Regions from separate parts of the Mus musculus genome. Here region 2 is linked to region 1. The links are chromatin contacts, called in public Hi-C maps. All regions are on one chromosome and are shown on one strand. Each heading gives the region's core, a stretch centred on a gene start, on an enhancer-like site or on the middle of the called end of the contact. The rest is flanking DNA. Distances are from core to core; before and after follow the strand shown. Region 1 holds the start of Snta1 (syntrophin, acidic 1). Region 2 overlaps Raly (hnRNP-associated with lethal yellow).

What was found. A called contact is a pair of places that touch in the nucleus more often than the background predicts.
Region 2: a Hi-C map of cerebellum shows a contact between it and region 1, with 4 times the contacts expected there. The contact joins the enhancer-like site here to the promoter of Snta1 in region 1. A contact is called at or near these places in 14 of 39 promoter capture datasets (the 3T3-L1 cell line, 3T3-L1-derived adipocytes, the C10 cell line and 9 more), 1 of 15 datasets of contacts at CTCF or cohesin (the NIH/3T3 cell line), 22 of 484 Hi-C or Micro-C datasets (the G1E-ER4 cell line, brain, brown adipocytes and 14 more) and 4 of 115 datasets of contacts at active chromatin or transcription factors (astrocytes, embryonic basal ganglia, embryonic forebrain and 1 more).

What each region holds. Positions count from the first base shown.
Region 1 is chr2:154,405,454-154,409,448 of GRCm38.p6, forward strand. It overlaps Snta1 (syntrophin, acidic 1), which reads right to left and starts at 2,631. Exons shown (of 8, transcript NM_009228.2): 1 at 2,227-2,631. The coding sequence starts at 2,518.
Region 2 is chr2:154,865,634-154,869,564 of GRCm38.p6, forward strand. It overlaps Raly (hnRNP-associated with lethal yellow), which reads left to right. Exons shown (of 8, transcript NM_001139511.1): 7 at 275-323; 8 at 1,261-1,628. The coding sequence ends at 319. Among named protein-coding and RNA genes, the nearest start is that of Eif2s2, 25 kb to the right of the region's middle. Within about 2 kb of position 2,643, at least 6 of the 459 cell types and tissues checked have an H3K27ac peak or open chromatin away from gene starts, as enhancers often do. A contact at or near this core is called in cerebellar granule neurons, cerebellum and liver, where this site is marked.

The DNA of each region.
Region 1 (3,995 bases), core at 1,381-3,880:
ATAAAGGATTACTGCACATTCAAGACCAGCCCTTTACAGTACAGACTACACAGCAAGACACAGTCTCCAAAAGACTCAAGTCAAACCCTTGAATATCATATTCCTGGCCCATCCTCAAAGTACTGATTGGTGGCACAGAGCAAGAGGTCATTGTCTCAAGGTTATATAAGTCCGTGACATTTGAGCCTGAACACCTCTCCCAACCCCCACCCAGGCCTGACAGTTGTTCATGGCACTGCACAAGGCTTGAGGCCTAAGAGAAGAAGGTGTTTCTATTTATATCTAGCCTCCCCCACCTAAAAGTAGGGACTTCAGTTCCATTTGAAGCTATGACCGTTCCCAGCTGCCTCGCAGACTCAGCTGGACCCCAGAAAAGAAGTTACCATGGCAACAGGAGCCCAGTCTTCAATCCAGGAAGAATTGAATGAAACTGTTACTTTCCCTAAAGTCCCATAAAAATGTCCTTCCAACACCTGGAAGTACAGATTTGAGTCGTGTCTCTGTACCATGGCAAGACCCTGCTCCTCTGAGAGTCGGTTTGTCTGTCACAAAGCAGAACTTTCTAGAACTCTAGTTCCTTCCTGCTCTGACACACTAAGTGTATTTTAATTGGTCTGTTTCCTGGACCTATCATCGAGTTTGGGATGAAAGTTGGTGCCTGCTCTCTGTTTTTCCATTCCCCCTTTAGCTGACTAGGAACGGTATGATTCCCTGGACAGTCTTTAGGGCAATAGTAGCTCTATAATTAAGATTTAAACCCTGGTTCTGCCATTCACTGACTGAACCCCAGGGAAATTATTTTTCTCTTCTGAGTCTCAGTTCTCTTACCTGCAAAAATGGAGATTGAGCTCACCACTGATGATTAAACTCACCTTTCACCACTGATGGTCAAGATGGAATAGACCATGAGCTAAATGTAGTGGCCACAACACCTAACATTCGCCACCATGCTTATCCCCTAACCTGGGCCAAAGGATCTAAGCGAGCTATCACACAAGCACCTCCCAGGAGGCCTGGGAGTATATGAATACTTTCAATCTGACGGACAGAGGGACAGAAATGATGAGTCTAGCGCTGGCTATGAACATAGATTTTTTTTTCCATTTTTTATTAGGTATTTAGCTCATTTACATTTCCAATGCTATACCAAAAGTCCCCCATACCCACCCACCCCTGAACATAGATTTTTAAGCACCGCGTTTAGTTGCTTTGAGAGTCCCTCCTGGCCTCTTTTTCTCTCACACATGCCGGCAAGCCCTGCTCTCAGAAACATCCTCATTGTAAAGTTACCAAAACAGACTCAGAAATGGGAAGTGACTTGTGGAAGTTCACAGTTCTAGAACTCCAATGGCAGCCTAAATGAGTTAGGGAAGGAGTCAGTCGGTAAAGTGCTTGCTTGGCATCTATAAAGCTCTAGGCTTGATCCCCAGCACAACATAAACCTATTTTAGCAGCAGAGCCCAGTAATCCCAACACTCTGGAGGTGGAAATAGGAAGATTATATTCAGTGTTCTCCTCTGCTACATAGTGACCATGTGTCTAGCCTGGCATACATGAGATTGAGATCATGCCAAACACTTGTCAGTCTTGGAAACTAAGAATTCTCAGGAAGGAATGGCAACTCTGGGTTCACTCTCTCCATGTACCTGTTCATGTACAAATGGGCAGATGAGGAGACTCAACCCTAGCCATCAGGACTCCCAGCATAGGCAAACAGCCTCTGAAGCCCAAGATGTCTAGGTCCTTACTGGCCCCTTCTCTGCTAATGCCTGTGCCTCCTACCCATCTCTGGCACCCACATTGGGCTCCCAGACTCCAGGCCTTTACCAGTCTGCCTAGGTTGTGTCTCATGACTTCCACCTCCTTCTTGTTCTAGCAGTGTCCCAGGCCTCAAGTCCCTTTCCTTTCACCGCCGCCCCCGCCCCTGTCAGTCTTCCCGGGGACCCTCCTGCCCTTGGTACCCATAGCTACCATTTTGCTTCAAAACAGAACTAAGCACCAATGTCCTTGGTGCGCCCCCCCATCCTTCCACACTTGTGTCTTCTGAGTCACCTGAACTCCCCAAGCCCCTTCCGACCTTGGTGCTCTTCCCTCACTCTGTTCCTTCCTCCCCCGGAGACTCCTTTCCGCCCTAGACAGGTTTTCGTTTACCAGCCCCCATGACCCCTGAGCGCTCCGCAGCAGCACAGACAACACGACCCCGTGCCCTGGGTGCCCCACACCTACCCTTGATGCTGATGCCCAGCCCGCCGGCGTCGGCCTTGCGCACCGTCACGCGGCGCCGCTGGAGCAGCAGCGCTTCTGGCAGCTGTGGGGGCGCCGCGCCGGGCTCAGCGGCGCCGTTGAGCTGCGCGGGCTCCGGCTCCGGGCCGGGCTCGCCGTCGGCGGGACTCACGGTCAGCGCGTCCTCCGCCAGAGAGAGCAACACCCGCTGCCACCGCTCGCCACCCGCCCCGGAGCCCGCCCCGCAGCGCAGTTCCAGCAACCCGGTGCGCGGAGCGCGCCTGCCTGACGCCATCTTCGCCTCGAAGTCCCAGTACACTGCGCTCGCCCGGTCCCGCCGTACCCGGCCCGCTCCGACCCAGCGCCCAGGGCAGAGGGCGGCGGGGCAGCAGAGCCAGTCGCCACCCTACCCCGGCCTCGGGGGCGGAGCTTCGGAGGACAGGCTGTCGGGGGCGGGGCTAACGGGGGCGGGGCCCCGGGAGTGACTGAAGAGACGCTACCCGGTAAACTAAAGATGTGCAGCGGGATCACTTGGGAGTGGGTCAGAACCGCGTTCCCTCACGGCCACAGTTAGAGGAGGTTGAGGGTGGGGCGCTCTGCGGAACATAAAGGGGCCGGATTCTATGGATGGGGCAACACAAGGATCCAGTTCTGTGCGCCGTCGAGGATTGGACCGTAGCTCGTGGAAGCTGAAGGACAAGAAAAAGAATCAAGGATCCTGGGGTAGGGCTGCCTGTGTCAGGACCATAGGCTCCAGGGACTTTGCAGACAGAGTTAACTGGCAAACGAGCTAAGGAAGATGGTTTCTCACGTTTTGTGAGCCATGGGGAGAGGGTACCAGTAACAGTCTGTGGGCCTGACTCAGCTTAAGGGTGCAGCCTCTAAAGAGGTAAGCCTACCCACCCACCAGGAGGAGAAATGCCACTCCTTTGAGGGTTTGGTCCCATCACTTGAAGGTAGAGGCTGAAGGGTCTGCAAGTTTGAGTCCAGTCTAGGCTACATGAGACCCTGCCTTTAAAAAATAAAAATAAAAGTGAAAAGACATAAAGAGATAGAAGGCTCAGCGGTTAAGAGCATGGGCTGAAAAAAAAAAAAAAAAAAAAAAAAGCCGGGCGTGGTGGTACACGCCTTTAATCCCAGCACTTGGGAGGCAGAGGCAGGCGGATTTCTGAGTTTGAGGCCAGCCTGGTCTACAGAGTGAGTTTCGGGACAGCCAGGGCTACACAGAGAAACCCTGTCTCAAAAAACCAGAAGAGAGAGAGAGAAAGAGAGAGAGAGCATGGGCTGCTCTTACAGTGGAGCAGAGTAAAATTCACAGCATGCACATTGGGCAGCTCACAACCACTTGTAACTCCAGCTCCATGGAGATCTGACACCACTAGTTTCCTTGGGAACCTGTATTCACATTGCAAACAAGTACACCCATGCACACAAAAATAGTGAAAATAAATAAAATGACATATGATTTTATATATATATATATATATATATATATATATATATATATATGCAATACATGTATGTCACTTATTCTGTGTTTGCATGACACATGAGCTGGCTGATCTATGCTATCATTTGTGCCTTGGGTAAACCCTGCATAACTGAGACACATGAGTACTAAAAGCAGACCTCTCTTCTAACCTGGGTCTTTCTGGCTTCCAGGCTCACATCCCTCCTACTCCCTTGCCCTGCATGCATAGCAACAGGAGATAATTTCACTCTTCACTCACGGAGCACTTATCGAACTAAGCAAGATGCCATCCATTTGCAAT
Region 2 (3,931 bases), core at 1,393-3,892, 460 kb after region 1:
ACCTTACTGTAATGCACACTCTTTCCGTGCCTTTAATGTGTTCCTCTTATACCAGCAAATCCCACCCCATGACTGGTCCCTCCCCTTTTCCTGTAGGATCTTCAAATGACCCTCTCGGGATTCTAAGCCAGTTTTGTTGGCTGATTTCCTTTAGTTGGACCACCTTTCTGTCCTCCAGGTAGTGCTCTGAGCCATAGAACCTTCTGAACAGATGGCTCAGGACAGAACTTGGGAACCTGCAGTGAGTGATTTGTGTTTGTCTTCTTCCTCTCAGGAGCACAGCCAGGACACAGATGCAGAAGATGGAGCCTTGCAGTAAGCAGGTATGGGGCAGGGGTGCTAGCAAACACAGGAAACGAGTAAAGTAGAGGCTGCAACTTCCCTGACGTGGGTTTAGAGGGCCATACTATGCCAAAATGGAAAGTCCTCACATGCAGCCTGTGCCTGTGCATATCAGGACCACCTAGAAAAGGTTCTCTTGTGAACGAATGACTATGGAGGAAACCGCAGGCTGGGGGTGGTGGAAGAAGTGTTGTGCAGCTTAGTCTGTGTATTACTAAGGGAGAAGCATTCCACAGGGGGGAGAGCAAACAGCCATTATGTGAGCAGAGCACTGTGACAGTCTTCAGGATGCAGTAAGGACAAATTCTGTAGACTAGCCCTGAAGAGTAGGGGAAAGGTGTCATTCATCTTCAGAAGGGATGACTAGTTAATATCTTCTGGGCTAGAGTTAGGGGTTCAACTTGATCCTGTTATAGTAGAGATAAGCATAAGCATTCCTGTATAACAGCTGGTGCTTATCTGATTGCCTTCTACTCGAAAGATTAGCATTGTGTGTATCGGAAGTGGAAATGCGGACATTGAAAAGTACAATGAAATATCAGTATATCCCATGAAATTCCAAGATAGTAACGGAGAGGTGTCTCAATGATCATGCATTTATAATACAAGGTCACTACCAGTAAGAGCATAGAGATGAGTTCAGAAAATTCCTCATGCAAGTCTTTCCTCTTGGAACTTAATGAATTTATTTTTACCCAAAAAGCTGTTCATGATACATTGTGGAGCTAGTTCATGTTAGGTATTGAGGCTTAGATGGGGGAGATGGAGGCTCAGGGCAGGAGTTGTGAGTCTTTCCCGTGACTGATTAATATATGGTCAGAAAGTTGGGCACACAGTATATAAAATACCCTATTCCTTATCCTGTGATCAAAGGGTTTCTTCCCCTCAGCCTTAGTGTTTCCTTTCTTTCTTTTTCAGCTTAACAGGAGCATTGGCCACCAGCAGAAGGGCATCACTGTCTCAGGCCTCAAGCCAGGCACCCATCTCTGGATGCCAGTCTATAGCGGGTACCAGAGGAAAGCTGGCAGCAGTAACTCTCTCCCCATGCATCCTAGCCAGTGAGTGCTACATCCTTTGCAAGTGGAGTTACTGGCCTACCCTTACCCCATGCATTCTTCCTGTCTGCACTGCCTGGGCCAAGGGGCAGAAACACTCTGCTCTTCTTCCCCAGGACATTCCCAGGCTTGGGGTTTTTCTATAGGTTTGAAAGTAAAGGGGGGAGGGTGGGAAGGGTGGGAGGAACCTGACAATAAAGAGATTGGATCCAAATATGCTCTGAGGTGGAATGGTTTGCTTGTTTATTTTGTTTACATGTGTGTACATGGTATTAGGTGGTAGACATGTGTGTGCCACACTATCTGTAGAGGTCAAAGGACAGCTCTGTGGAGACAGTTTGCTCTTTTCACCTTTAGATGGGCTTTGGAGATTGTCAGGCTTGCACAGGAAACACTTTACCCACTGAGTCTTCTCACTGTCTGTATTTCTATGATAAAACACTATGACCAAAAGCAACTTGGGAAGAACAGGATAACTTTATCTTCTACTTCCAGGAAGCAGTCTATTACTAAGGAAAGTCAGGGTAGGAACCTGGAGGCAAGAACTGATGATGAAGGCCATGGAGGAGTGCTGCTTAAAGGTTTGCTCCATGGCTTGCTCAGCCTGCTTTCTTATAGTTGCCCACATTGGGATGGATCCTCCCACATCAATCATCAGTCAGGAAAATGCAGCACAGGCCAATCTGGTACAGGTATCCTGGCTCCTGCCCACCAGAAAGCTGCTATATTGAACACTTTTATTCTCCACTAACTTCTCTTCTCCAGGGAACACTTTCTTGTCCAATACTGAACCATTAGCACCAGTATTCCTTTGCTAAAATGAGTAAAGTTAAGCTTGATGGCTATAATCCCAGCACTGAGAGAGAGAGAAGCAGAAGGGTCAGTTAGTTCATAACTGGTCAGGACTACATGAGACCTTGTTTCAACAACAACCTATAAATGTACCTGTCATTTTTAGATCTTTAATGCAACTCTAGAATCTAAATTGCTTGCAGCAAGAAATAGCTTTATTTATTCCAAAATGGTAATGTAACAGGGTTTTTTTGTTTGTTTGTTTTGTTTTGTTTTTTTAAGCTGCTCAAGTAGCATGGAACTGTAATCCCAGAACTGGTTAGGTAGAGGCAGGAGAACCCAAAGTTCAAGGTCATCTTGGTTATATAACAAGTTTGAGGCTAGCCTACATTATAAGAGACTCTGTTTCAATAAACACAGACAAACAGTAAATAAGGTTAAAATAAGGTAACTGTGCAGGTGCTGAGCTGGCGCCAAGCAGTCATAGGCCATCTGTCACCCAGCAGTTGGCCACAGCCTCATCTTTGTACAGCTTCTTAGTCTGGTTTTGGCTCAAAGGATTCAAGAATTCTCCACTTTCTCTGTTGCCTTAGAATGATGAACTTTGTATTAGAATTTGTCCTCTCTTCAGCTTCTTGGAGCTGTTTTATGTCACTTCCTAACAAGGTAGGCTTGTCTTTTGTTGTTGCTAGCTATCCTAATAGGCTTTATTTTTCATTCTGTCTAGACCCCCTTTTCTATAAAATACAAATATCCCTATAGAGTCGAAAAGGCTTTTCCCCTTTTGGTAAATGTGGGCCATTTGTTCTACTCTATCACTGCAATTTTGGGCATGCTGGCAATTAACACATCTTAAGTTTACAGTCCCGTTACGATCATGTGTCTGTCGCATGAGCTAAAGAAAGACAAGGTTCTGTAGATGACTGTAGACATTTAACTTGAGAGGGTACAGTGCAGAAGGCTGGCTACCAGGAGAACGTATACCAAGAATTTGGAATATGTTCCTTATCCAGGGTCCCCATAGACCAGACCATCTGAATTAAGCAGACCAAAAAGCCACAAATAGCCCAGAAAGTGTTAACTAACTTGCATTCTCCTTATTCAGTTAGATAGATGTGCCATCCAGGATCCCAGGAATGTGGATTAGGTTGAGGGTGTAGGACAGCATCCACCTAGCAAGTACAAAAACTCAAGGTCTGATCATCTACACCCAACCTGGGAGGCAGTGTTAAATTAGAGACCAGCAGTAATACTATTTTGAACAAGTGAGTTACCAATGTTAAAGTTTCATACAGGTTTTGATGACAGATGAGACATCAAACACTCCAGACCAAGGCAAACATCAGAATTTACCTGAGATATTTTAAGATCATAGCCCCTCTGGGCATTAAGAGCTTTTATTCACTGTTATAGCCAAAAGCCCTTTAAGCCAGGAATTCTATGAATATCCTTCATGGAAACCCCAGAGTTGTTTTTTCGAGACAGGGTTTCTCTGTATAGCCCTGGCTGTCCTGGAACTCACTTTGTAGACCAGGCTGGTCTCGAACTCAGAAATCCTCCTGCCTCTGCCTCCTGAGTGCTGGGATTAAAGGCGTGCGCCACCACACCTGGCTTGTTATTTCTAATTTTAAACTATTAAGAAAGGAACAGATTTTTACTAAGCATTTATACAATTTTGTTATAGTTCCATGAAAATAAGAACACATACATATTTCCAAAAACCTTAAAAATTTTCTTTAAAT